3 separate regions of the Sus scrofa genome follow, and all the other regions are linked to region 2. A link is a contact called in public Hi-C and HiChIP or PLAC-seq data. All regions are on one chromosome and are shown on one strand. Each heading gives the region's core, a stretch centred on a gene start, on an enhancer-like site or on the middle of the called end of the contact. The rest is flanking DNA. Distances are from core to core; before and after follow the strand shown. Region 1 holds the start of PBLD (phenazine biosynthesis-like domain-containing protein). Region 2 holds the start of CCAR1 (cell division cycle and apoptosis regulator protein 1). Region 3 holds the start of ATOH7 (protein atonal homolog 7).

Region 1 (4,438 bases), core at 688-3,187, 340 kb before region 2:
GAGAGATAAAGGCGAGAGGTAACGCCAAGGCGAAAGGAGGAAGCGATTTGCAAGGCAACCCACCTCCCCACTCCACCCCCAAATAAGCCCCACTGTGGGGCGGGTTGGGCGGCTGGGCTGGCAGCGCCAAGGCCGGGGGAAGGAGCTCCAGCCTGAGAACCCAAATAGGGGCCTGGTGGACATTACTGTATCTTCCCAGCCGGAAAACACTACTATTTTTACTGCATAACGCAAACATGGTGGACAAGAAAAGCCCTCCCCGCATTTGGCTGCCGAACCACGTGGCTCCCTTTCCACGCAGGTGACGCGGGGTGAGGGCGGAGCCTTACAGAATTTGCTCTCGCTGGGAAAAAGCGGACTTCTCCAAAACTCGACTCCAGGATTCTTGCAACACAAACAGGAAGGAATACTTTCGCCACTTCACATCTCCCCGCGAAAGCAGAAAGGTGGCTTTGAGAATTTGAAGGTTTTAGGGTAAGCAAGAAAAGCGGAGTTACTGACCCTCCACCTTCCCCCGACCCCAACAACCAGGCCTTCCACCAACGCGCAAGCGCACTTCTTGCCTTCCGCGCCAAGGCGGGACCGACTCTCTTGCCTCGCGAGAGCGGGGCCGGTGGGTCTTCCTCGCTCTCGCTCCACCCCCTCCTTCTCTCTCGCGCTCTCCCATCCCCCCAAGCCAGTCGCTCTGCTGCGCAGCTCCCTCAGCGGTTGCCACCGCCGGAGACGGTTGGAAGAACCGTTGTGGGAGCGCTACACGAGGCAGGCGACTTCTCCTTCTCCACGACCGGGCCCCGCAAGCAGCGGAGTCGGCGCTACTGTCGCTCGACAGGGTATCTGAAGTAAAAGGGGGTAGGTTGGGATGGTGGTTTCGAGAGTGGAGTCGGGAGAAGGACGAAAGAGAAACTGGGAGGGGGTGGGGCGGGGCGAAGTGTGGAGGTCGCCGCTCGGAGGTGGCCAGGCTGCGCCCCCCCGGGCGATCTCTCACTTCGGGGGCGGCCTGCCGGGCGGGGGGGGGACTTACTCAGGGGGGATTTAGTGGACGAAGCCGAGGCCCGAAGTGGGGCTCATCACGCATTTCCCGTCTTTTCCCTGCTGGTTTGGCTTCCGCCATTTTGGGTACGGTGGCGCGGCCACCTGGGCTTCCCGCCCTTCTCCTCTCTTTCTGCTTCTTGCCCCTTAGCTTCCGAAAACTGATTTAGGAGTCCGGGGAGGGGGGCGGTGGTTAGAGCGCCTCGGAAGGGATGTGGGTGGGGAAGGAAGCGAGCTGGGAAAGGCTGGGCACTTGGGTGGGGGGAGGCTCAGGGCCTTCGGGCGCGCTCCGGTTGGAAATGGCGCCGGATGGGCCTGGCCTCCCACCGCGGCCTCCCTTCCTCCGCAGTCTCAGCTGGGCTACCTGGGCTGGCGGGACTGCGAGTGACTTCTGACGCAGATTCCCAAGATGAGAGAGGCTGGAGCTGGGGGAGGAAAGCCAATGGCGACGAAGGCGCTCAACTCCCAAACCCGGGACAAAGGAGGCAGACGGCCTCCTTTGTAATTCCGCCGCCGGGTGGCGAAGGTTTTTAAGCCAAGCTTTGCTGCCGAACGGGAAGGGGGGGAAGGGGCGTACTCTCCCTAGCTCTCTGGTCTCTAGGGCAGCTAGATAAAACGAAAAGCCTCCGGGGAGGAATAAAGGACGCTTAGCCGGCCCTTATATTCCAGGTTTGGAGCTTCGAAAAGAGTACGTACTCATTTTCCAAAGGGTTTTTTCCACTTAAACCGTATTGGGAGACTTTATGGGTAATTGTAAGCAGAAAAGCGGGTGACTTACCGAATAGGAATGTGCAGTGGGGCTTATTTCAAGCAGGTGAACCAAGATACGACTTTCTGAACCTTTGGGCGGGGGCGGGATGGTTTAGCAATGGTTTTGTGTAGTTTGGCGAATACTGTGTTAGAATTTAAGTAGGTGGTTTACTTTTGGGAAACAGTTGTTAAAAAACAACCAGTGATGGAAAAAATGTGTGTATAGGAATTGCGTTATCGGCTTTCACCAATCTCCAAGATTTTTATTTTGTGCAAAGATTGTTTTGGCATTAAGGCTGTGGAAATAAAATACTTCAAAATACAGTTAGGGTTTATTTTCTTTCGGTAGCTAAGCGAATTTTCTATTTGGCTTAGGACTATAGTAACATTTTGGCGAAGAAAATAACCCTACTCAACAGAAAAACAAACTGCAAGCCCAGTCATGTGGTGCTGTGATTTTTTTTTTTTTTTTTTCGGTCCTTAGAACATTGGAGAACTGGGTCTGTAATTTTCACTGAAAACTGTGCAAAGTAAAGGACAGGCAAGGCATGAGACTTCCAATAATGCATATGAATCTTTACAAGTGTGTTTATTTTTTCATCTTTAAAAATGAAAAAGATCTTCATGATGTTGAAGATGTTCTGTGTTTCTATGCACTTGTAAAGACATATAGCCCAGTTTCTTATAAAGTCTTGTGTGGTGTAACAGCTTCCCTGATTGGATTACCCTAGAAACCTTTTTTCCTGCCCTTCATCTGCATCATGATTTGGAAATGCATCTAAATTGCTTTTTATATTTTAAACAACTGTGTAGTTTTGGTATTCTTACTTTGTTAAACAAGTGATTGAACTGCAGTGGGTGGTAACTTTGTTCTAGAAAAGAAATCCGTTTAGACACCTCACCTCCAAGTAGTAGTGTGTGAGTCTATTTTTATTTAAAATTGAGCAAGCACAATGAAAAGGGAATGATTTCCATTTTATTTAAGCATTTCATCACCACTTCTGACCAAAATTTTGAAGTTACCTCTCATTTTTTAATTTTCTGGCCAAACCTGTGCCACAGCTGTGACACCACAGGATCCTTCTTAACCTGCTGACCAAGGAACTTTTTTAGAAGCATGGTTTAGGGTTGTTTATTAATGTATCAAACCCTTTATGTTATAAAGGAATTTTATCTCATTTGGCTTCTAAGATGTTTTTTCTTAACAGCTTTGAGATACAGTTCACAGATCGTTAACTTCATCCATTTAAAATCATACAGTAGTGGTCTTCTGTGACTGGTTTCTTTCACTTAGCCTAATGTTTAGGAAATTACATTAAAAATTTCATACAGAACTGACAAACTGTGTATTTCAGCTGCTGGTGTTTTGATTGATGCTAACACTAGAAATTTTTAAAGCAGAATTGCTGTGACACTTGTAAAGAAAGGTTGAGAAGGATTATCCTGAATAATTGGTAAACACTTTTTTTAGGTAGTTTCTGAGACAACTTTATTAAGGTATCAGAACAGATTGGTGTTTTTTTTTTTTTTTTTTTTTTATGCCTTCAGGTTTTGTCTTGGTTTGGTTTTGTAAATAGAATTCCAGGTTCTAATTTTGAGTTTTGAAGAGTTAGTAGAGTGTGGGTTACTTTGTTGTGTACTCATTCACATGGGATGGAGAGTCATTCTGAAGTAGTTTGTCTTCCAAATCTGCTTAACCTTTCCCCAAATTAAAATTGTGTTAACAGTTTGGTGTGTTCTTTATAGACTGTATTGTTTTTATGCACTTTGGAATAGGCTGATCCAAAAATCAAAGCTAGTATAGTTTGCTTGCTAGTATTTCTTGGAAAGTGCTAAGATTTATAACTATAAGTCAGTTTCCATCTTTTTTGAATTCCTGAAGTGGTACCTTTACATTGAAAAATAAATAAATAAATGTTCTAAGTAACATAAAGCCCCCACATCCTAAGGTCTTTTCACAGCAGATTATTTCTTAGGTTGGTGGGGTTTTGTTTTAAAGGAAATTATAAAGATCGTTAAAATGTCTTTTTCCAAAGCCTACTTTCAATGCTATTCTAGAACTTTTTTTTGCTCTACTAATAAAGTATCTTAGTAAACATTTCCAAAGTCTTTTTCCTTCTTTCTGCTTTAGACAATTCCTAAGAACACTTGAAAACTTAAGATTTTTGTTGACTTTGAAAAAGACTTGTTGTAATAGACCTTATTTCCTTTCATGATTCAGAGCATTTTCCTATCCTTTAAGGTTCAGTTATTTTGTTTGTGGTTTATTTGATTAGTTTTACAGGACCTCTTAAAATCCAGTAAAAGTAGCCACCATCGAATGATTACCATGTTGCAAACCAAATAAATACAAACTGTAAACAATTCTTAACAGTCCTGATGTGGTATAAGTACCGCTGTTACATTTTATAGTTGAGTGCAGAGGTTAAAGTACTTTGGTTTTAAACTAGGTAGCCAGTAAGTAGCAGACTAGGGATTCAAACCCTTCTCTTAAAAGGTTCGTGCCAGTTATTTGTGTACCTAAGAATTAGTTGTAGTAGTGTCAGATAAAAATCTGTTCCTATTTTGAACATCTGTGTTTAGAGTAGGGTTTAGGATTGCTTTTAAAAACAGCAAAATAAGTAGAAAAGGTGATTCATATGCCACGGTATTTCCTTGA
Region 2 (4,102 bases), core at 1,367-3,866:
TGGCTCAGTGAGTTAAGAACCTGAATAGTGAAGTTCCCATCATGGCTCAGCTGAAATGAATCTGACTATCATTCATGAGGTTGAAAGTTCGATCCCTGGCCTTAATCATCTGATTAAGGACCCGGCGTTGCTCTGAGCTTTGGTGTAGTTCAGAGACAGGGCTCAGATCTGGCCTTGCTGTGGCTGTTGTGTAGGTCAGCGGCTATAGCTGATTTGACCCCTAATCCAGGAACCTCCATATACTGCAGGTGCGGCCCTAAAAAGACAAAAAAAAAAAAAGAAAGAAAGAAAAAAAAAGGAATAAAAAGCATTCAAATTGGAACGGAAGAAGTAAAATTATTTCAATTTACACATAACATGATCTTATATATATATATAAAATCCTGAAGAATACACACACACACCACTAATAAATTAAACAAAGTTGCAAAATACAAGTTCAACATACTAAAGTCAATTGCATTCTTTTTTTTTTCTTTTTCTCATGGCATATGGAATTTCCCAGGCTAAGGGTCCAATCAGAGCTGCAGCTGCAGGTCTATGCCACAGTCATAGCAACAGGGGATCCGAGCTGCCTCTTCGAACTACACCACAGCCCATGGTAATGCAGGATCTTTAACCCACTGAACAAGGTCAGGAATGGAACACCCATGGATACTAATTGGGTTTGTTTCCACTGTGCCACAATGGGATCTCCTCAGTTTCATTTTTATAAACTATAAGCAATCCAAAAAGTGAAGTAAAGGTGTTCTCTTCTGGTACAGTGGGTTAATGATCTAGTGTTATGACTGTGGAGGCTCAGGTTACTGCTGTGGTGAAAGTTCACTCACTGGCTTAGGAACTTCCATAGGCTGTGAGTGCAGCCAGGAAACAAAACAAAACAAAACATACCCAAAACAAAAAATGAACTTGGGGAGTTCTCGTTGTGGCACAGTAGAAACGAATCCTACTAGGACCATGAGGTTTCATGTTCTATCCCTGGCCTCGCTCAGTGGGTTAAGGATCTGGTATTGCCGTGAGTTGTGGTGTAGGTTGCAGACGCGGCTTGGATCTGGGTTGCTGTGGCTCTGGCGTAGGCTGGCAGCAACAGCTCTGACTAGACCCCTAGCCTGGGAACTTCCATATGCCACAGGTGTGGCCCTAAAAGGACAAAAAGACCCCCCAAAAAAAGTTTCATTTACAGTAACATCCAAGAACAAAACAAGGATTTCCCATTGTGGTGCAGCATAAACGAATCCAACGATGATGTAGGTTCAGATCTCTGGCCTTGCTCAGTAGTTTGAGAATCCAGTGTTGTCATGAGCTGGTGTAGGTCCTGGATATGGCTTGGATCGTGCATTGCTGTGACTGTAGAGTAGGCTGGTAGCTGCAGCTGTGATTTGACCCCTCGCTAGGGAACTTCCATATGCTGTGGCTGCGGCCCTTAAAAAAAAAACAAAAAAAAAACAGCAAACAATACAAACAAAAACAAACAGTTGAGGAATTAAATGTACTTAAGGAGATGCAAGAGTTGAACTCAGGGAATTCCCATCCTTGCTCAGCAGTATCAAACCTGACTATGATCCATGAGGATTCAGGTTTGATCCGTGGCCTCACTCAGTGGGTTAATTATCCAGCATTGCATTGAGCTGTGGTGTAGGTTGCAGACTCGGTTTGGATCCCCTATTGCTGTGGCTGTGCCATAGGCTGTCAAATATAGGTCAAATTTGACCCCTAGCCTGGGAACTTCCATATGCCTCTGGTGCAGCCCTAAAAAGAGGGAAAAAAAGAGAAAAAAAAAAAAAAAAGAATGGAATTCCAAAATCTGCAATACATGCTGAAGGAAATTAAAGAAGACCTAAATAAATGGAAAGATATTCCATATTCATGGAATGGACACTTAATTTTGCTACTTGTGGGAATATAAACTGGTTTAGTCACTAAAAAAACAGGTTGGCAATTCCTCAGAAGGTTACGTAGAACATTACCATGTAACCCAGAATCCACTCCTAGGCATAAATCCTAGATAATTGAAAACAGGTGTACAAACAAAATGTGACCCTTCATAGCAACATTATTCACAACAGCCCCAAGGTGGAACCAACCCAAATGAACAAATGACAAATGGACAAATTGTGGTATTACCCATACAATGGAGCGAAGTACTGATGCGTGCTACAACATGAAACTTGGACATAATATCGTAAGTTATAAAAGCTAGATACACAAGGCCATATGTCAGTATGATTCTATTAATATGAAAAGTCTAAGATAGGCAAATCCATAGAGATAAATCCGATTAGTGGTTGCCTAGGGCTGCAGCGAGAAGGGATTAAGGAGTGACTGCTTCGTGGGTAGGGGTTTCTTTTAAGGTGGAGGGTGCATAATGTTATGACTCTGCTAAAAGACATTGAACTATACAATATAAAACACTTAAACGAGTGAATTATATGTGAAATCAATTTCATCTCAGTTTTTTTAAAAAGTTAGGATGTCAGGCTTATATGCATTTTTCAAAGATCTTGAATTATTTTTTTAAAAAAGACAAAAAAACACAAAATGGCGACAGGGTCATCGGATCACGTGACTGGCGGTTCTTCCCACTCGCAAAGCCTTTTCCTTTGAGCCTGCGCAGGGACACAGGCTCATTGTTACGCGAAGCCAAGGTAACCCTTCTTAGGCGCGCTCTAATTCTACCGGCGTAGCGAAAGCCGTGAGCGTATTGAAGTCGAGCTGGGGAACGCGCACGTAGAACGTACGCCCGTAAGTGCCGCTCCTCGGCGAGTTGGGTGGGGGAGAGGCGTGGAGGAAGACGGGGAAGTTGGCGCATGCGCCCAAAACTGACGGGTTTGAAATGGCTTCGGTCTTATCCGGGACTGGATTCAGGTGAAGCTCTGGTCGTCGCGACTGGAGCGGCGGGCGGCCCAACTGGGGTTTTAAAGCCCTAGCGGATCCGCGGAAGGGCCGAGCGCGACGGCTTTGGTAGCACGGCGTCCATAGGCCAGCGACGGTGGGGCTCTCGTGGGACTGGGACGGGAGGGGACACGGTCCCTTTTGTGCGGGTCGGAGCAGGCCCCGCGCGGCCGGCCCCTCCCCCACTGCCTCGCTTTTTTCCGGTGGCCCCTCAGGTGCCCCCGGCGAGCCTCAGCCTTGGCATGGAGGGCTTGAAGGGGCTGCTGACTGCAGTCTCTCGTTCCCAAGCTGCTGCGGCTTTAGCCTCCCGGCTTCAGGTCCGGGGCGCAGGGGCCGCTCGTGGTAGCACGGATTTGTGGGATGGAGGCCTTTTCCGCGTCTCCTTTCCTCGGGGGATGTTAAGGGGCTCAGAGCTCTCGCTATTCCCCTGTTGGCGTTTTGCTTCGTCTCGCGGGACGGAGGATTCCGCCTCCACTGGTCTGCGGCCCGTGAGGAGCTAGCGCTGGAGAAAGATGGATAGCAGTGCCCCGGCCTCTCGGAGGCGGAGGGGGGGATGGGGGCGCGGCCTGGGATCTTCGCCACTTCTGGCTTGATGGGAGGGGGAGGGGTCTTCGTTTTAGTGCTTTAAGGAGGCGTCCGTTATTTCAACTGTCTTTCCCATCGAGGGAAGGGAGGGTAAAGGGGCCCCCAGACCCTTCCCTAGTCTTGAAAGTAAGGAGACGTCCGTTATTTAAATGATATTCTTGAATACCTTTGTTCTGTGTCTCCGTCCCAATTTCCGTTATTGGTTTTGCCACTTTCAGTCCCCAGCTCTTGGCCAAAAGACACATGCAGGCTGTATTTCCTTGCGTAAAGCGGTGTTACTTCTTATTGCTAAGAATTGGGTAGATAGCAGCAGATGATCTTCTGTTTAAATGTGACAGTTTGTAGTCGCCGAAGGAAGTGCCTTTCTTGTAAGTTAGCTCCTCATGTCATCTATCAGATGCTTTTGGTCAACTTCTTGATGTAAAATGTTTTTACTGCGTATCGGACGTTTCATATGCCTCTTGCTATTTATATTTGGTCTAGGAAGATGTCCTTGAAAATTTAAACGTTTCCTTAATGCTTTTGTTGTATTTATAGTTTGGTTGAACTTTGAACTGTGTGGCTCCTTTCTTAATAGATCGCTGTTGTAGAAGACAAACAAGCGAAGGTTGCCCCCCTCTTTTAT
Region 3 (4,077 bases), core at 586-3,085, 430 kb before region 2:
AAAAGTGATTATTTCGCTGAGGACTAAACCTGCAGTATAATCTAATCCTTCTTTTTTTAGATTGTTTTCCCTCAAAGTAGTCCAGGAAAGGGGGGAGGGGCATTAGTCTCAACAATCAAAACTATTCCATTAATGAAATCTACAACATACTAAGGAGGGAAAAAAGGCATCGCGTCCATTAGACCGAGGATGCAAATGAAAGTAACCTGGAAGTTTGCTAATTTTGTTCTAAGAATACATCCTACGCCCCACCGAAGGCCCGAGCGGCTTCTTGGGGGAAAAGGCTGTATCTCCGGAGCGCAGTCATTGAGAGTCCCATTCCCGCGAGGCTGCGCCCTAACTGGCCATCTGGAAGGACTCGGGCTGGAAGCCGAAGAGCCTTTGGCCGTACGGCTCGCTCTCGCCTGGCAGCTTCGCGCCCGCGAACGGAAGGTAGTGGTCTCGACCGAAGTGCTCACAATGGAGATTGACCCAGTCCCGCTCCGAGCCGAATCGCTCGGCCTCAGCCAGGATGCGGGTCAGAGCCATGATGTAGCTCAGCGCCATCTGCAGGGTCTCGTACTTGGACAGCTTTTTATCCTGGCCCCACTGGGGTACCACCCTGCGCAGGCGGTCGAAGGCCGTGTTGAGACCCTGCATGCGGCGGCGCTCGCGCGCGTTGGCCGCTAGGCGCCTGCGCGCCGCACTCTCCAGCCGCCCAGCCCCTGCGCACGTGCCCGCGCATTCGGCTGCGCCACCCGTGCACGGGGGCGCGGCACGCGCTCCCGCCGCCGCCGGGGGATTGCAGGGTTTGCACGACTTCATTCCCCGCCGGAAGGAGGGAGGCGCAGATCTCACTTGTCAGCTCAGGACCTGCGTGTGGGTTGGTGTATGCAGTCGCTCCGCAACTTGGTTCCTCTTAACAAATAAGTCATGCAAAAAGCAGCCCGCGTGGAATCTAAGTCTGCAGTGGGGAGTGCGGGGCTCCGCCCTTTGTCCTACTGGATAGCCAGACTGATGTCTTCACTTGCCAAAATTTAGGGGAAATTGGGATGCTGAAGAGAAGTCATTTTCCCAACATGAAACTGATGTGAGAAGGGAACCTTCTTGCAGCAGAATTGGTGTGGCTGATTCGCGGAAGGTCTCTCAAGTCCTCCGGGAAAGCCCAAGACTTCTTTTCCGGAAGACGAAATCTTTCCCGAAGCTTAGATAGGAAAGGAGCGCCTCTTCCGCAGTAGTTGTCGGAAAAGTGCCGGGTGAATCTTTGAAGGAGAATTTATAGCAGAAGGCTGAAGGAGGGAACAGGTGGTGGCAGGTGGGCGGGCGTCCCTCGGCTTCCATCTCAGCACCTTCCTACCCTGGGAACTGCAGGGGGGGAAAGGGGGACGACGCACAGCAAAATCCTGACATTACAGCCTTCGTCTGTTGGAAGTTTCTCCAAAGCTATGTCCTACACTAACACACCATCTGGAGTGGTCTGGCTGTCCCCAAGAGAATAACAAGGTGGGGGTGGGGAAGGGCTTGGTCTTTCTTTTCCCATATCAGCAGGCAGCATACATATCAAAAACTGAACCAAAGTTTTAAAATTATTAGAAATCACTTGTGTCAATATGTTGGTTTTAGATTAAGATATGTAGAAGCTTAGTGGTACAAGATTCGCTTTTCAAGATGTGACAATTTTGCATAAGGCCGACTGAATACATGCATTTGATTTTAGCTATTAAGTTGGGACAAATTAGCAGATCCTAGTATTATTTCAGACCTAAGATTTTACTGTGCAAATAATTTGGCTGTTTTCTGCAGAATATTATAGCATATCAAAAGATATTAATGTACTCACAAATGTAGAAAGCAAACTTACAGTTACCAAAGGGGTGGGGAGGGGGCCAAATTAGGAGTTTGGGGTTAACATATATGCACTACTATATATAAAATAGATGGACAAGAACCTACTATATAGCACAGGGAACTATATTCAATATCTTGTAATAACCTATAATGGAAAAGAATCTGAAAAAAATATAAATGTAAGTATGCATAACTGAATCACTCTGCTATACAACTGAAACTAATACAACTTTTTAAATTAACTATACTTCAATTAAAATGGTTAAAATAAAAAAGATATTAATGTTATGTAAAAATGTATATTATACAATATATTAGATTGCATGAGTTTGTATACTTCGGTAGATTCAGAATCTATGCCCCATTTCTCCGGACGCATATTTATAAATGTTTTCAGGACACAGATTGAGATGATAATCAATTATTTAATTTGACTTTTACATCTAATAAAACTAATTATAATGCAAATATATGTGTGAAAGTGAAGCATCTAAGTGATTTGTGAGGTTTTAAAAAATAATTCCTAATGGAAGATTTTTTTTTCCCCACCTCATAAAGCTATAAATATTTCATACTACTTGGAACTTGTGTCAACTGTCCTTAGGAATAATACTGAAGCATGATTTCCACTATTGATAGTGAAATGATTTATATATAGATAAGCCATTAAGTTGATTCTCTTATCTCAGCCTCTTTCTACTTCTTTAGAAGAGTAAAGTAGCAAGGAAACCAGCTCAAATAGATTCAAGCCAGAATCATTTCTGAATTCTTTGGGAAGACCAAGTATGTTCTTTCCCCTCTTGAAATATGGATTATGTTGGCATTATTCCCAAATATTTTTGTATAATTAAATTATCAACAAGCTCCCACAAATCAGTTTTTTAATAATCAATGAATTTTATTAAATTTATAACTGTACAACCATCATCACAACCCAAATTTAGAACATTTCCATCCCAAACCCCTAGTCCACCCCTCCGTCCCCAACACCTGTCCCCTTTGGTAATCATAAATTTTCTAGTCTGTGATTCTTTTTCTCTTCTGCAAATAAGTTCATTTGTATTCTTTTTTAAGATTCCTTTTAACTGTGTCTTGCTTCCCTTGCCATTGCTTTAGACCAAAACCCTATTGTGACTGCCCTGACTCCAAGTCCTGTCTTCCCATAAATAGTTGATTAATCCCCAGCTGAAGCAATGACAATGAAATGAAGTTGAGTAACATGAAGACAATAGAATGCAATTGAACATTAATGATCTCCAGCATGACAGATGTTGAACACAGAATTTTGCATGGAGCCACTCAGCTCTATTACTCTGATTCTTAACAGTCTTGGTCAGGAACAGCAGTCCTGTGACAGGAGGATGTTTGATGACTATGTTTAGTCATCAGAATGTCAAATACTTTTTTTTGAGTTTTCATGGAAATCGGGTCTACCAATGCTATTATTTCTCCTGTTCATTTATCTTTTCCCTTTCCCCCAACAAGCCTTTTCTGTGCTACTCTTTGGAATGTTTCCCTACAAAACATACTGTTCTGGACACTTTTGACCAAAGTGCTAATGAGATGCAGGATTTTGCAGGCCGTGTATTCACAGTTGGTGAGATTATAGCCTGTGCACCAAGAGAACAGCAAACACAACTTGAAGAGAAAAAGGAAACCCAGCAGTATGCACACAGCGTGGTTATATTAGAACATACGCTAGCAGCTATCTGTGACATGAAATTGATCCAAGGATAGAAAGTATTTCTGCAGTAAAAAGGCCTTAGAAGGTATTTAGTAATTCACTTCCCAGATGCATTCTGAAGGATAATTTATTAGTACTACAAAGGTGCTTCTGGGAGAAGATTATTCTACTGTCCAGTATATTTGGGAAACACATTTGTTTTCTTCTGTTTAGAGAGTCATGAAGCAAAATTGGTAAGGTTTCTGAGAAGTCTTGGCATAAAGAAACCATCTGACTCCAGAGTTTCCTAGACCTCCTTGAACATAGAACCTTTTATTTTTCCCCAGAAAAGCCTATTAACAAAGTTTCTTGAAATATCCACTTCTAAACCTGCTCTAATACCTTCCATTAATTTTGCAGAGGATGAGACTGAGATCCAGAGACTAAACATTATGTTCAAAGGTGCTGAGCAATTTAATGACTGAATTAAGAAGTCAAATCTCCTGTATCATCTAATTTTAGAGGTTTTAAAATTGAGGTCACTTAATACAACTTACAAAATGGGGCCCTGAGATCCACCAATCACT

The links. Hi-C and Micro-C count contacts between places; a contact is called where the count stands out from the background. HiChIP or PLAC-seq counts read pairs in DNA pulled down with a chosen protein or histone mark.
Region 1: a contact with region 2 is called in an H3K27ac HiChIP or PLAC-seq map of alveolar macrophages. The contact joins the promoter of PBLD here to the promoter of CCAR1 in region 2. A contact is called at or near these places in 1 of 5 promoter capture datasets (liver), 1 of 47 Hi-C or Micro-C datasets (liver) and 2 of 2 datasets of contacts at active chromatin or transcription factors (alveolar macrophages and skeletal muscle).
Region 3: a contact with region 2 is called in a Hi-C map of omental adipose tissue, with 2.0 times the contacts expected there. The contact joins the promoter of ATOH7 here to the promoter of CCAR1 in region 2. A contact is called at or near these places in 4 of 47 Hi-C or Micro-C datasets (embryonic fibroblasts, heart right ventricle, liver and 1 more) and 1 of 2 datasets of contacts at active chromatin or transcription factors (alveolar macrophages).

What each region holds. Positions count from the first base shown.
Region 1 is chr14:71,485,605-71,490,042 of Sscrofa11.1, forward strand. It overlaps PBLD (phenazine biosynthesis-like domain-containing protein), which reads right to left and starts at 1,938. Exons shown (of 10, transcript XM_021073523.1): 1 at 1,808-1,938. It overlaps HNRNPH3 (heterogeneous nuclear ribonucleoprotein H3 (2H9)), which reads left to right and starts at 691. Exons shown (of 10, transcript NM_001243555.1): 1 at 691-849.
Region 2 is chr14:71,824,893-71,828,994 of Sscrofa11.1, forward strand. CCAR1 (cell division cycle and apoptosis regulator protein 1) reads left to right here and starts at 2,617. Exons shown (of 25, transcript XM_021072498.1): 1 at 2,617-2,742; 2 at 4,055-4,102.
Region 3 is chr14:71,400,644-71,404,720 of Sscrofa11.1, forward strand. It overlaps ATOH7 (protein atonal homolog 7), which reads right to left and starts at 1,836. Exons shown (of 1, transcript XM_005671039.3): 1 at 1-1,836. The coding sequence starts at 804. The coding sequence ends at 337.